Regions from separate parts of the Sus scrofa genome. Here regions 2, 3 and 4 are each linked to region 1. A link is a contact called in public Hi-C data. All regions are on one chromosome and are shown on one strand. Each heading gives the region's core, a stretch centred on a gene start, on an enhancer-like site or on the middle of the called end of the contact. The rest is flanking DNA. Distances are from core to core; before and after follow the strand shown. Region 1 overlaps LOC102162767 (a long non-coding RNA gene). Region 2 has its middle 57 kb from the start of TMX1. Region 3 overlaps LOC106509105 (a long non-coding RNA gene). Region 4 has its middle 140 kb from the start of TMX1.

Evidence for each region. Hi-C and Micro-C count contacts between places; a contact is called where the count stands out from the background.
Region 2: a contact with region 1 is called in a Hi-C map of embryonic fibroblasts, with 2.6 times the contacts expected there. The contact joins two enhancer-like sites. A contact is called at or near these places in 2 of 47 Hi-C or Micro-C datasets (embryonic fibroblasts and fibroblasts).
Region 3: a contact with region 1 is called in a Hi-C map of embryonic fibroblasts, with 2.4 times the contacts expected there. The contact joins two enhancer-like sites. A contact is called at or near these places in 2 of 47 Hi-C or Micro-C datasets (embryonic fibroblasts and epiblast stem cells).
Region 4: a contact with region 1 is called in a Hi-C map of embryonic fibroblasts, with 2.4 times the contacts expected there. The contact joins two enhancer-like sites. A contact is called at or near these places in 4 of 47 Hi-C or Micro-C datasets (embryonic fibroblasts and fibroblasts).

The regions. Positions count from the first base shown.
Region 1 is chr1:181,224,952-181,227,622 of Sscrofa11.1, forward strand. All of the region lies in intron 4 of LOC102162767 (a long non-coding RNA gene), which reads left to right. Among named protein-coding and RNA genes, the nearest start is that of FRMD6, 110 kb to the right of the region's middle. Within about 2 kb of position 1,325, at least 9 of the 83 cell types and tissues checked have an H3K27ac peak or open chromatin away from gene starts, as enhancers often do. A contact at or near this core is called in embryonic fibroblasts, where this site is marked.
Region 2 is chr1:180,989,528-180,992,198 of Sscrofa11.1, forward strand. No RefSeq gene overlaps it. Among named protein-coding and RNA genes, the nearest start is that of TMX1, 57 kb to the left of the region's middle. Within about 2 kb of position 1,309, at least 22 of the 83 cell types and tissues checked have an H3K27ac peak or open chromatin away from gene starts, as enhancers often do. A contact at or near this core is called in embryonic fibroblasts, where this site is marked.
Region 3 is chr1:181,427,293-181,429,963 of Sscrofa11.1, forward strand. All of the region lies in intron 1 of LOC106509105 (a long non-coding RNA gene), which reads right to left. Among named protein-coding and RNA genes, the nearest start is that of GNG2, 57 kb to the right of the region's middle. Within about 2 kb of position 1,354, at least 18 of the 83 cell types and tissues checked have an H3K27ac peak or open chromatin away from gene starts, as enhancers often do. A contact at or near this core is called in embryonic fibroblasts, where this site is marked.
Region 4 is chr1:181,069,261-181,071,931 of Sscrofa11.1, forward strand. No RefSeq gene overlaps it. Among named protein-coding and RNA genes, the nearest start is that of TMX1, 140 kb to the left of the region's middle. Within about 2 kb of position 1,326, at least 15 of the 83 cell types and tissues checked have an H3K27ac peak or open chromatin away from gene starts, as enhancers often do. A contact at or near this core is called in embryonic fibroblasts, where this site is marked.

The DNA.
Region 1 (2,671 bases), core at 75-2,574:
ATATCTAAATTCAAAACATTCACCTCCACTTTTGTCTTCCTTGAGACAGCTTATTAAATTTCACTATTAAGTAGCATTGAACAATTTTTAACACTTGGTCAAAAAATCTGATAATTCTGGATTTCTGTAACAAATCATAGAATTCTTGATCCAAAGTATCTTAAGCTAAAGAGTGAATTATTGGCTCCAAAAGTAAAAATCCAGGAATAGGTCTGTTTTCAAACATGGCTCACGGCAGGGTTCTTACCAGTTCATAATGCTGGATTTCTATGCTTTCTACTGTGTCAGCCCCCCTCCCAGTATCCATTGGAAAGGTCTTTCCAAAATCATATTCACCAGGAAAGAGAAAACTGCTTTTCTTATAGTCCCTGTGAAACTCCTGAAGTTCACTCAGAACTGTCACATTCCTGACTCTAGTTTAAGAGCCCGAACAGACTGTACCCAATAGGGTGGAGATAATTCACCCTCCAGTTAAACTGGGGTATTATTACTCTAGGAAGATGAGGTGGAGGGGAAAAAAGGTTGGGCAACCAAAAAAAAATTGTCCACTGTATGTCATTGTCACTATAGTTGAACCAATATCAACAGCTCATATCCATAATAAGTACACTGCTTGACAATATCCGTCTCAGGCTGGGTTTCAGTCTTGCATACTTCTGATGCTATTAAAGATCTTAGTTATAAAGATGAATGGAGATAGTATCTCTGTAGGGAACAGATTTTGAGAAACCCAAGTAAGAGCGTTTAAAAGCCAATGCTAGCAAAAATTTTTATAACACTACCTGTTAGATTTCAAATGAACAGTTCAGATAATAGAGGAATCTTCCTAATATGCTCTTAGTGCCTTCCTTGTTAACTAAGAACCAGAGTCCCTCGATTCTGAGAGGGCTTGACAGCAGTAACATAGTGAAAATTGAGGGAGATAAAAACTTTGGGTGTTCTGTAATGGAAAAAGCCGTGGGCATGCAGAAATTCCACAGAGTGTTTGGCTGTCAATTAGTTTGAGAATTTCATTCTAGGAAAGTAAGTTGTAACTCTCGTGTTATGGAGAAGTTTAAATATTTATACCAAGGGGTGAAAAAAAGAAAAGAAAGAAAGAAAAGCACAAAACCCTCTACCCCCAGAGCACCCACCACTGACAGGTTACATAATTCTGAGATCCAAGGTAATATATGGGTCTCTGCATCATGGTCTCTGCTGGGAAGTTGATGTTTCTGTTCCTCTTGGCTGCAAGTTTGCTCAGCTTGCGCCTGATGTCATCCTGATTCCTAACTCTTCCTTGAAGCCACAGGCTATAATGAATGAGTCACGGAGGTTAACAGGCAGCCCTTTCTGGTTTATATCGTATGCACATCCTGTAATAGTCCTGGAGTGGCATTCCATGATTCATATCCTAGCCTGGTGTGCCCTAACCAAATGCATCTTCTGGCGATGAACATTAAGAGCCCCACAGTGCACATTAGTATGGAGCAATTTAAGTAAACCATTTTTTTCCTACCCTCTGAGAACTTTCTTATGGTGTCCTACTCAAATATGATTTGTTTTTAATCATTGTGATGCTCAGCTTTACCTTCATCATTAAATATGATGTAATAATCTTGGGACTGTGCCAAGGAAACACCAACTATAAGGAGAGTTTCTTTGACCCCAGAAAGGCACATCTGGAAGCATTTTGGAGTGTGGGCATATTTCCCAAAGATTTTGAGATTGGATTGCTCTTGGTGTGACCCTGAAAAAATATATCAGGTCTTTGGTAATTGAACAAAACTGTGTCCCAGCCCGGGCTTTGTAAACAGTGTTATGTAATATTCATCTTGGAATACACAGGATGTTAATGAGGTATTACTATGAAATAATCTTTTACTAAAAAAATGCATGCCTAGCATCAAATAGTGGAGCTCATTACCACTTTCTTTTCTCCTAAGAAAGAATGATACCCAAAGATTTCTGGATCTTAGAAAGAAAGGAATTCCTATTATTTGCAAAAGCAGCATTAGGACAGTATGGCTACAGCACCAAAGGACAAGTGTCACTTAAAATGTGGCAAAATTAAAAAGAGGCATTGCCAGAAAAAAAATGGAAGTGCTCATGATTGCTAAGCCCTATAAGTAATGTAAACATATCTGGCATCTGTCCCCATTTTTTTCCTGGGCCCTTTTAAATGAAAGAGTCGTAATTCATTCTTAATCACCCACTAGGTGTTAGGTACCCTGTGGCTGGTAGCCATCAAAATTAATTGCAGGTGCCTCTGCGGGGCTTCAGTATAAGGCAATCATGATCATGATGAATTCCTAACACGCTCTGCCGACTTAGGGTAATTAACTCTGGGTCCCTCCCCTTGTTCTGAAGTGCGTCTAGTTCTCAGTGGATTTCTGAAGCTACATTTTGCCTTTTTTGAGAGAAAATAGAAAAAAAATAGAAAAAAAAGATGAACCCTACTCAATTTTTGGCTCGGGGAAGTGTGGGGGAAGGTAGGGGCGGTACAAGTTAGAGCCTAAAACACTGCTGTAAAGATGTTTCCCTGAAGCAGGAAAAGAAAGTGAATTTGGTCATGGTATATTTACCCTTGACTTTATGAAAATTGACTCCTTCTGGTGTTCAAAAGTCCAGACTTCAATGTCATCTTGATTCACTATTAAACCTTGGCTTTCAAAGTGTGATCTGAGGGCTG
Region 2 (2,671 bases), core at 59-2,558, 240 kb before region 1:
AGCAAATTCTTGTTATTAAAATAATTGGCATAGTTTCTATTTTCCTAATCGGACTATGACATATTTCTGTAAATAGTTCCTTCTTTAAATAATTTTCACTTCAATTCCTTAAATGTGCCCTTGATTCCTGCTGCGATCCCTACTGATACATTATCTTAGAGGGATATTGCTAAAATAACAGTAAAGGTGAAAGCCCCTTTTAAACCAAAAAGTGCTGTGTCTTGTTACTATTAGTACTAGTAGTACCAGTAATATTCCGAATGAAACTTCCTCTGTGGTTTCCCTTGAGGCACCAGCATCCAGAGTAGAAGGATGATAAGCATTAGAAAATGATTATAGTGTCAGGGTTTTGACTGACACTTTGTGGCTCTAACCCTGAAGGTCAGGATGAAAAGCCAGGACAGGAAATCTGTCCCCTTTCTTAAGAGAGGGTGTGGAGAACATAATAGAAATCTCATATTTATATTCACAAGTAAATGTGGGGAAGAAGCCGGAGTGTCTGTGTCCTTAAGTGATACGGAGGCTCTGGCTCCTGTCAAGACAAGGCTCTGATCCCAGACGTCAGTCCCCAGCGATTCAGTGACACTTCAACATCCGGACTTAAAATGAACAATCTGGTTGCTTTTCCAGAGCAGTAAATGACTGGAAAATCCCCAAACACAAGCCAACTCAGCAAAGGCCAGAAACCTCTTGCAGCCATAGCCCTGGCCAGAGATTTCCCTACAGGGTGGGGTTCCCCAGCCTCTTCAAGAGGAGCCCTCCTTTCTGCTCGGGTCGTATGGTAAAAAGAGGCTTCAGCAGGTCTCCCAGGGGCTGGAAAGGAGTGGGGGTGCCTGGGGGTAGGAGGTGTTGTGGGCAAGTCCACTGAGGAGAGTCTCAGCTTCCCTGTGGCTCTGGCTGTCTCCACATTCTGGAGAATACAGGCAATCCCTGCCAGGAAAGAAGGCCTCAAAACACCAAGTCTGAGGGAGATGAATAAGGCATTTCTGGAGCAGCTGTTAATCAAGAAAACCTGGGCAAAAACGGCAGGCTCTTGCTTTCTTCTGAAACTGTTTGCCTGGCTTGGTGTCTTTGTATTTGGATAGGGGTAACCGTGAGAAAAAGTTCATCTATGTGGGTTTTGTGGCTAGATGTTAGTCATACACACGAGTGACTTCTCCAATGCCCAGGAGCTCTGTAAACCCCAAGAAATTATTTGTAAAACCATGTGTGTGCATGGAAAGTTTTCCGGAGCCTGTAAATGTCATCTGATTCACAAAAGGGTCAGTGTCCCCTCCCTGCCTCTCTCCCCATCTCCAAATTGAGAACAGCTCTCAATTATGAGTCACTGGAGGGCAGGACCATGACTTTCATCCTTGAAGCTCCAACAGCATCCTGCCCGATGTGATTTTTGCATAGTCTTTTAATGAGTATTTACTAAATTGAACAGGTAAAAGTAAAAAGTAGACTTCTAACTTCTAAGGAATCCACAATAAATCCTTTTCACCCTGAACATGAGAGACATTTTCCAGGATCTCATTAACAGCTTCTTCTATTTCTGGAGTCTGGAGTTTCCTCTTACAGGAATCCTGACATCAGAGGACACAAGAACTAATGTGGAAGCCTGAGGGCAGGTTCCCCCACCAGCACTCCATGCTTTTGTGTTTTGTACCCTACTTTCATCATTTGGAAAATCATAGTCTCTTCCTGTGTCTATTACTTAATGACATTTTTATGGAGAAGCATAATAAAAATAAGAGGAAGGAATTTTTTTATAAACTAGAAGTCATGGTACCAGCACTGATGGATGACATAGGAGTCAGGTACTCTCACTTCCAGGTTATTAGAGGGGGGGAAAAAGAGACAAATTGAGGTAGGAACAAGAGATGTAGTGAGATACTGTTATTACGATCATTACAAATTGACCAGGCATAGTGTAGGTGATGAGGGAAGAAAGGTAGCTTTGAGTCCCTCACTTCAAGACAGAACAATGGAAATGAATCAGAAGAGTGCAATGAGTCAGAACAGTGAAAAGACTATATTAATTTTTTTAACCACTACCTTCATCTTAGCTGGGATTATTTTCCTCTTAGTTATGACTCCTAGTCTACTAGGGACGTTAAAATGGGGGGACTGTGGTAGGAAATGGGCACCATATTTCATTGATTCTGGAATGCACATTTTCTACGTTCCAGCATCTCTGGGGTTTACTTGGGAGTGTCAGCTATGCTCAGCAGAGATGCCATTGTAAATAGTGCTTCAAACCTGGACATAGTTGTTCATATTGCCATCACTTCGGTTGAATTAAATGCACTGAATTTAGTGCAGCTGTTGGGGTGAGTTCCTATTTGAAAGACCCTCAGAAAGATTACACTATTACTTGGCACTGAAATGAAAAATTTATTGTGTGCAAAATGGTGTGGAAACAGAGCAACAGGGCTTTGATATTGGTGGAGCAGATATACATGGTTGGGGGAATGAACACAAATTCATATGTTTTGCAAAGCAACAACAGAGTGCTTTCTAGAAGCTAAGAGAGGAAGAGCCATCCCTAAAGTAGAAGCAAGTTCTACTAAGCTCCACGATAGGGTTGCCATCACAAGCCCAGCTGAGTGACAGGAGAAAATGCCAATTCTTCCTGAATGAAAGAGACGTCAAAGCAAGGAGAGGCTTGCATGACCGTGGAGCCTGT
Region 3 (2,671 bases), core at 104-2,603, 200 kb after region 1:
CGTCTCTAGTTCTCCGAGAGCAAATGTCACAGTCTCCAACTCTGGTTTTCTAATTCATTTATTAGTATTTTATTACCTGCCTCCTATACCATTAATAGCAGCACTGCCTAACCCTCCACCCACAGCACCTGAAACAGGTTCTTGGCCCCACAGGCACCCTGTGAATTTGAGTTGAATGAATGAAGCAGCATTGGATTATGCGAACAAGAGAGATGCTTCTCTCCATTCTAAAATGCACGTTTTCTTGGAGTTCCCGTCCTGACTCAGCAGAAACAAACCTGAGTAGTATCCATGAGGACGCATGTTCAATCCCTGGCCTCACTCATTGGGTTAAGGATCCGGCATTGCTGTGAGCTGTGGTCTAGGCCAGCGGCTACAGCTCTGATTTGACCGCTATCCTAGCCTGGGAACCTCCATATGCCATGGGCGCGGCCCTAAAAATACAAAAAATAAAACGCATGTTTTATTGTTCTGGACCTAGGTTGCATCTTACAGTGAATGCGCATGTTTGAGGGTGTGTTTCGCTCCCATTCCTACCTGAAAACTCTTTCTTAGTGTATCAAGTACGCATGTTGGAAACCATGTCTTAGCACCAATGCAGGACAGCAAACACTATCCTGAGCTCTGTAGCTTAGCTATCTCCAAACCCAGGACACTCTTTCTGAGCAATGAGGAGGAGAGAGGCACATCAAAGGGAATCAAATAAGGAAACCAGTGCCCAGGAACAGTCAGGAGGAATGTAAAGCATAAAGGATGTCAGTAGAGGTCAGGGCGGGCTGCCAGTGGTCTTCATTGGGCACTGAGCTGTATGAATTTCTCTTCCTCTCCTGCCTCCCCCATCCCACTTTGGTGTTGATTAATGTGCCAGAGACCACGCCTCTGATGGCCTAGAGTCCTGGGGTGGCAGGACACATGGGCCTAGTCCTCATGGAGTCCTGGGCATGCACAAAGCTGAAGGCTCCACTCAGGGGCTGCTTGGATTGGAACTTGAAGCCTTCTACCAAAGTGTGGTTCTGCAGCAACTGCTTCAGAACCAGTCAGAGTGTGCATAACACGCAGATTCTTTGGGCCCAACCCCTCCACCCCAGAATCAGCCTCCATAAGCAGTGCCCAGAATCTGCTTTTTAATAAGCTCCCCACCCCCCAAACACGATTCTTATGTGAGTGGTTCTTAAACTTAACAAATGAAAATGAAGGAAGTATATGATTCACAAAGGGAATTAACTCAACTCCAAGCAGCTTCTATTACAAATGAGAAAGGAATCCCACAAGCCACTGCTGGAGGCGCTCGGGTCTGGAGTGAGGTCTCGTCAGCAAGGCAGGGCCTGGGGGCAGAAAACAGAGCTGGGCTCCGGAGCGTCCGCCTCCTGTTCTTGGCTGCAGCCTGACCCCTGGTGGTCAGAGTGAGTGGTTTAGTACAAAGGACCCAGAACCTTTGGCTATTTGGGATGCCAGGAAATGTTGTAACAAACTCCACCTCAGCAACCAAAGGCTCTATTGCCAAAACTAGGATGATTTGAGGAGGAAGATATTCGTATGTTATGGATTTTCCAAATTCCTTGTTTGACCTCCATTGTTGACTCATCCTGTCAATGCCCCTCCCCAAACATCTCTAGGTTGCATTTTAGCTACATTTCTGCATCTCATCTGAGGGAAGAGAGCAGGACAAGGAGTTTTGTTTTTTGTTTTGTTTTTTTAAGGCTGGAGATGTGGCCAGAATTCGCAAACTAAAAACAGGTCACAGGTGTACCCACAGTCTCCCTAATGCCGCTGCCTTTTCCTCATCAGCCCAGGTCCACTCTGCCTCTCACCCGGCTGGCGCACCTGAACCCACAGAGGAGTGAGTGAGCCCGTGAGCCGGCCTCACCGTGGCAGCAGTCCTCCCTCTGCCCACCTGGTAAAGGGAGGCTCATTTAGCACCAGGACATGGAACCTGTCAACTTGCTGAAGCTCAGCCTCTCCCAGGATGCAGGTGGTCATGAAAACAGGTAATTTAAAGAAGTCTCTCCAGTAATATACCACCCTCTCCCTCTCCTTTTTAATTCTTAGGCATTTGTAACAACAGAAAGAGATTATCAGACTTGAATGATGAATAAGAGTGTGTGTTTGCATTTCCAGAACTGAAATACAGAGCTCAAATCAGTGACTGCAAAAAAAAAAAAAAAAAAAAAAAGCTGAGTTATTGTAAAGAAGGTAGCAAATTCAGAGAGGGGAAAGTTCAACCCAGAGTCAGTGGAAGGGAAGCTCTGCCTGAGAGGCAGGACCTGAGTTGGTTCAGGGTTGACTCTTCAGGTGTTTGCACACTTGTCTGAGAGCTCTCTGTAAGGAAGGCTTTGAGCTGAATGCTAGGAAGTCAAAATAAATAAAAATAAGGCCTCTGACTCCTCCCTTCAAGTTCTTAGTCTTTCGGGAGGCTGTGGAAAGTCATAGGAGCCAACAACTATCACACTATTTGGACTCTGATTTTTTTTTTTTTTTTTTTTTTTTTTTTTTGGCATTTTAGAGCCCCACCCACAGCATATGGAAGTTCCCAGGCTAGGGGTCAAATGGGAGCTGCAGTCACTGACCTACACCACAGCCACAGCAATGCCAGATCCTTAACCACTGAGCAAGGCCAGGGATCAAACCCACATCCTCATGGATACTAGTTGGGTTCATTCCTGCTGAGCCA
Region 4 (2,671 bases), core at 76-2,575, 160 kb before region 1:
AGCTCCTACTCATCTTGATCTAGGAAAAGATAAGAATGTAGTCATTGGCTACATTTTCTTTTTCTCTCCTGGAATCAGCCAGTATTAAGTACAAGCATCTTTGGGGATTTGGATATGTGCATAGCTGAGTCAGTGCTGGAATCAGGGATGTGGAAGGATGAAATTCTGAGGCTTGGCATTCCTGGCCCAATCCTCCTTCTTTTCTTAGAAAAGAAGCCTTCCTCATTGATCTCCCAAACCAGCTGATGACTGTAATAAAGGTTTTCCTAGTATTAACATTAGATTGGATTCCTAGGATCTGATTTTTACCATTATTTTTTTTTTTCCCTAAAGAAATGAGAAAAAAAATCACTTAGCCACCGGCATGTGTTAAACTGTAAGCAGGTCATGTAGCTCTTCTGAGCCTGGGGCAAATAAGCAGAAAGTGTTAGTGACGTGTGCTGAGAACTAGGTTAAACACATTTCTCAGGACTTATCAGAGTAATTTCCTAATGCTGGCAGGGAAGGGTAGAGGCACTCAGGAGGGATGATCATACCCCTCCCCCAACCCCCACCTGTCCAAGTGCCTCTGTTCATGCTAAGGCTCCTTTTCACCAAAAGGTCTTTGCTTCCACCAAAGCTACTTCCCAGAGCTGACTAGGGTTTTAAAAAAAGAAAACATTGAGATGGACGAAATTGACCAATGGCCTGTTTAGCGCCTTTGTTTTGTGCCCTTCCTTTTGCCAGGAATAACCCCTTCTCTTCTGAAGCCTCTGGCATATGTCTCTGCTGTCAAAACCCTTCTCAGCAAAGAGTGACAAGCTTATTTACACCATGGAGCAGCCTGTTGACATCAAAGTGCACATGACACATAGCTTCTGTCTCACCCAGTGCTTTATTCCAAAAGGTATAAAGGACTACCAGACGACTATCAAGCATTGGCTAGGTGGTTGGGGATTTCTGAAAGACGGGCAGAGGATAAGGACTAATGGCCCCTGAAGTAGCACTGTGTAGGCAGAGGTGTCTGTAGGTCTCAGGAAAGGTTGAAGTTGGAGGTGCCACAAGGGAAGTATGAACATACAATAATGATAGGCTGCCACTAGGGGGCACTTCAGTGCCTTGATTGCCTGGCCAAATATCAGGCTTACCATAGAGAATAAGATAATTTTTACTTCTTTAAAAATGTAGAATTTAAATAATTTTGCTAAATTAAGTTTCAAGATGATTCATGTGAGTTCTTAAACAAATCAAAATCTAGGAAAAAATTTGCTACCTGTCTCACTATCCGTAGGCTGCTTTCATCATTTAGGGTAACCCTGTTTATAGCACCGGATGTCATGACTACAATCCCTCTGACTCACACTGATTCTTATTTGGGAACCACACTTTTTTATTAGGACAAGGAAGAACATTTAAAGGGATTTTCACAGTTTTAGCAACCCAACAGTAATCTGTACCTTTCTCTTTTCATTTTCTACTGCTACATGGAATGGAAGGAGCAGCTTTCTGTGTTACTGTGGGGATTATTTTGCAAGTGTCACTGTGGAGAATAATTTACTTTTTTAAAAAGATGAAGTAATCTTAGCTGATATCTGCAAGATGTTATAAGGACTTTTGGAGCCAAATTACTCTAAAGTCACATTAAGGAGAGTCTGACAATTGTAAGACAAAATGTGTGTGACTCAATCTGTTTGAAGCCCTGCAGCATTCCCCTTTGCTTAAAAATGAGACATAAATTCTGTATAGCATGAATGAGGTTGGACAGATATAGCGAATTAATTTAAGTGAATGTTGAAAGATCAGGTGAAGACATTGTAAAGAAATCTTCATGTTTGATTCAGGAAGTTGCATGTAATTTTGTGGGTAGTAGGGAGTCATTGAAGGTTTTCGATTGAGGAGGATGGTATTCTTGGAGTGTGCTTTAGCTGCAGGGAAAATGGAAATGAGGGAAAAAGCTCAAAATATTGGTGGGAGTGGATCCTACAGGACCAGGCAACAGATCAAATGTGGAGACTAATGAAGAAGGAGGAGTTAAAGATGACTCAGATTTTGAACACGGGAGGGGGAGGATGACAGAACCATGAAAGAACAGAGAGGCAAAAAGTCCTTGGAGAAAAATGTAATTAACTTGGTCTTGAGCATGCAGAGTTTGAAAATCAAATAAAAAATGTATTGGAGTATATTCTCATGTACAGCACTGTTCTCATATAATAAAACAATAACAATACCATTTATTAAACATGGGGCAAGTATTTTATATGAACTCGCCCAGATACAGGCTGAGTCCTCATTGTCATGAAATGATCTTTAGGTTTCTGGGCAGAGGGGGAATAGGTCCTGGGCTTATTCATCACTTGGGAAAAAGGAGAGAAAGGGTGAGAAGGTAGCAAAGGACACATAAGAAGAGATGTAAGAGGCGGTCACTCCAAGCAGCACAGCATCATGGAGATGATGACTTTGCTTTGGTGGACAGGAGCATGGGTCTTCAAGTTGGACTGGCCGAGTTCAAATTTAGCTTCCATAACATAACCAGCAGTGTTATTTTGGCAACTTAACAGCTGTGAGCCTCTATTTCCCCATGTACGGAAATTGGGCTATAAAAGTATTTGCTTATAGGGTTGTTGTGAGGATTAAGTGGGATAATGCTTAAAAGCAGAAAGAACAATGCATAGAATACAGCAATAATTCAAAA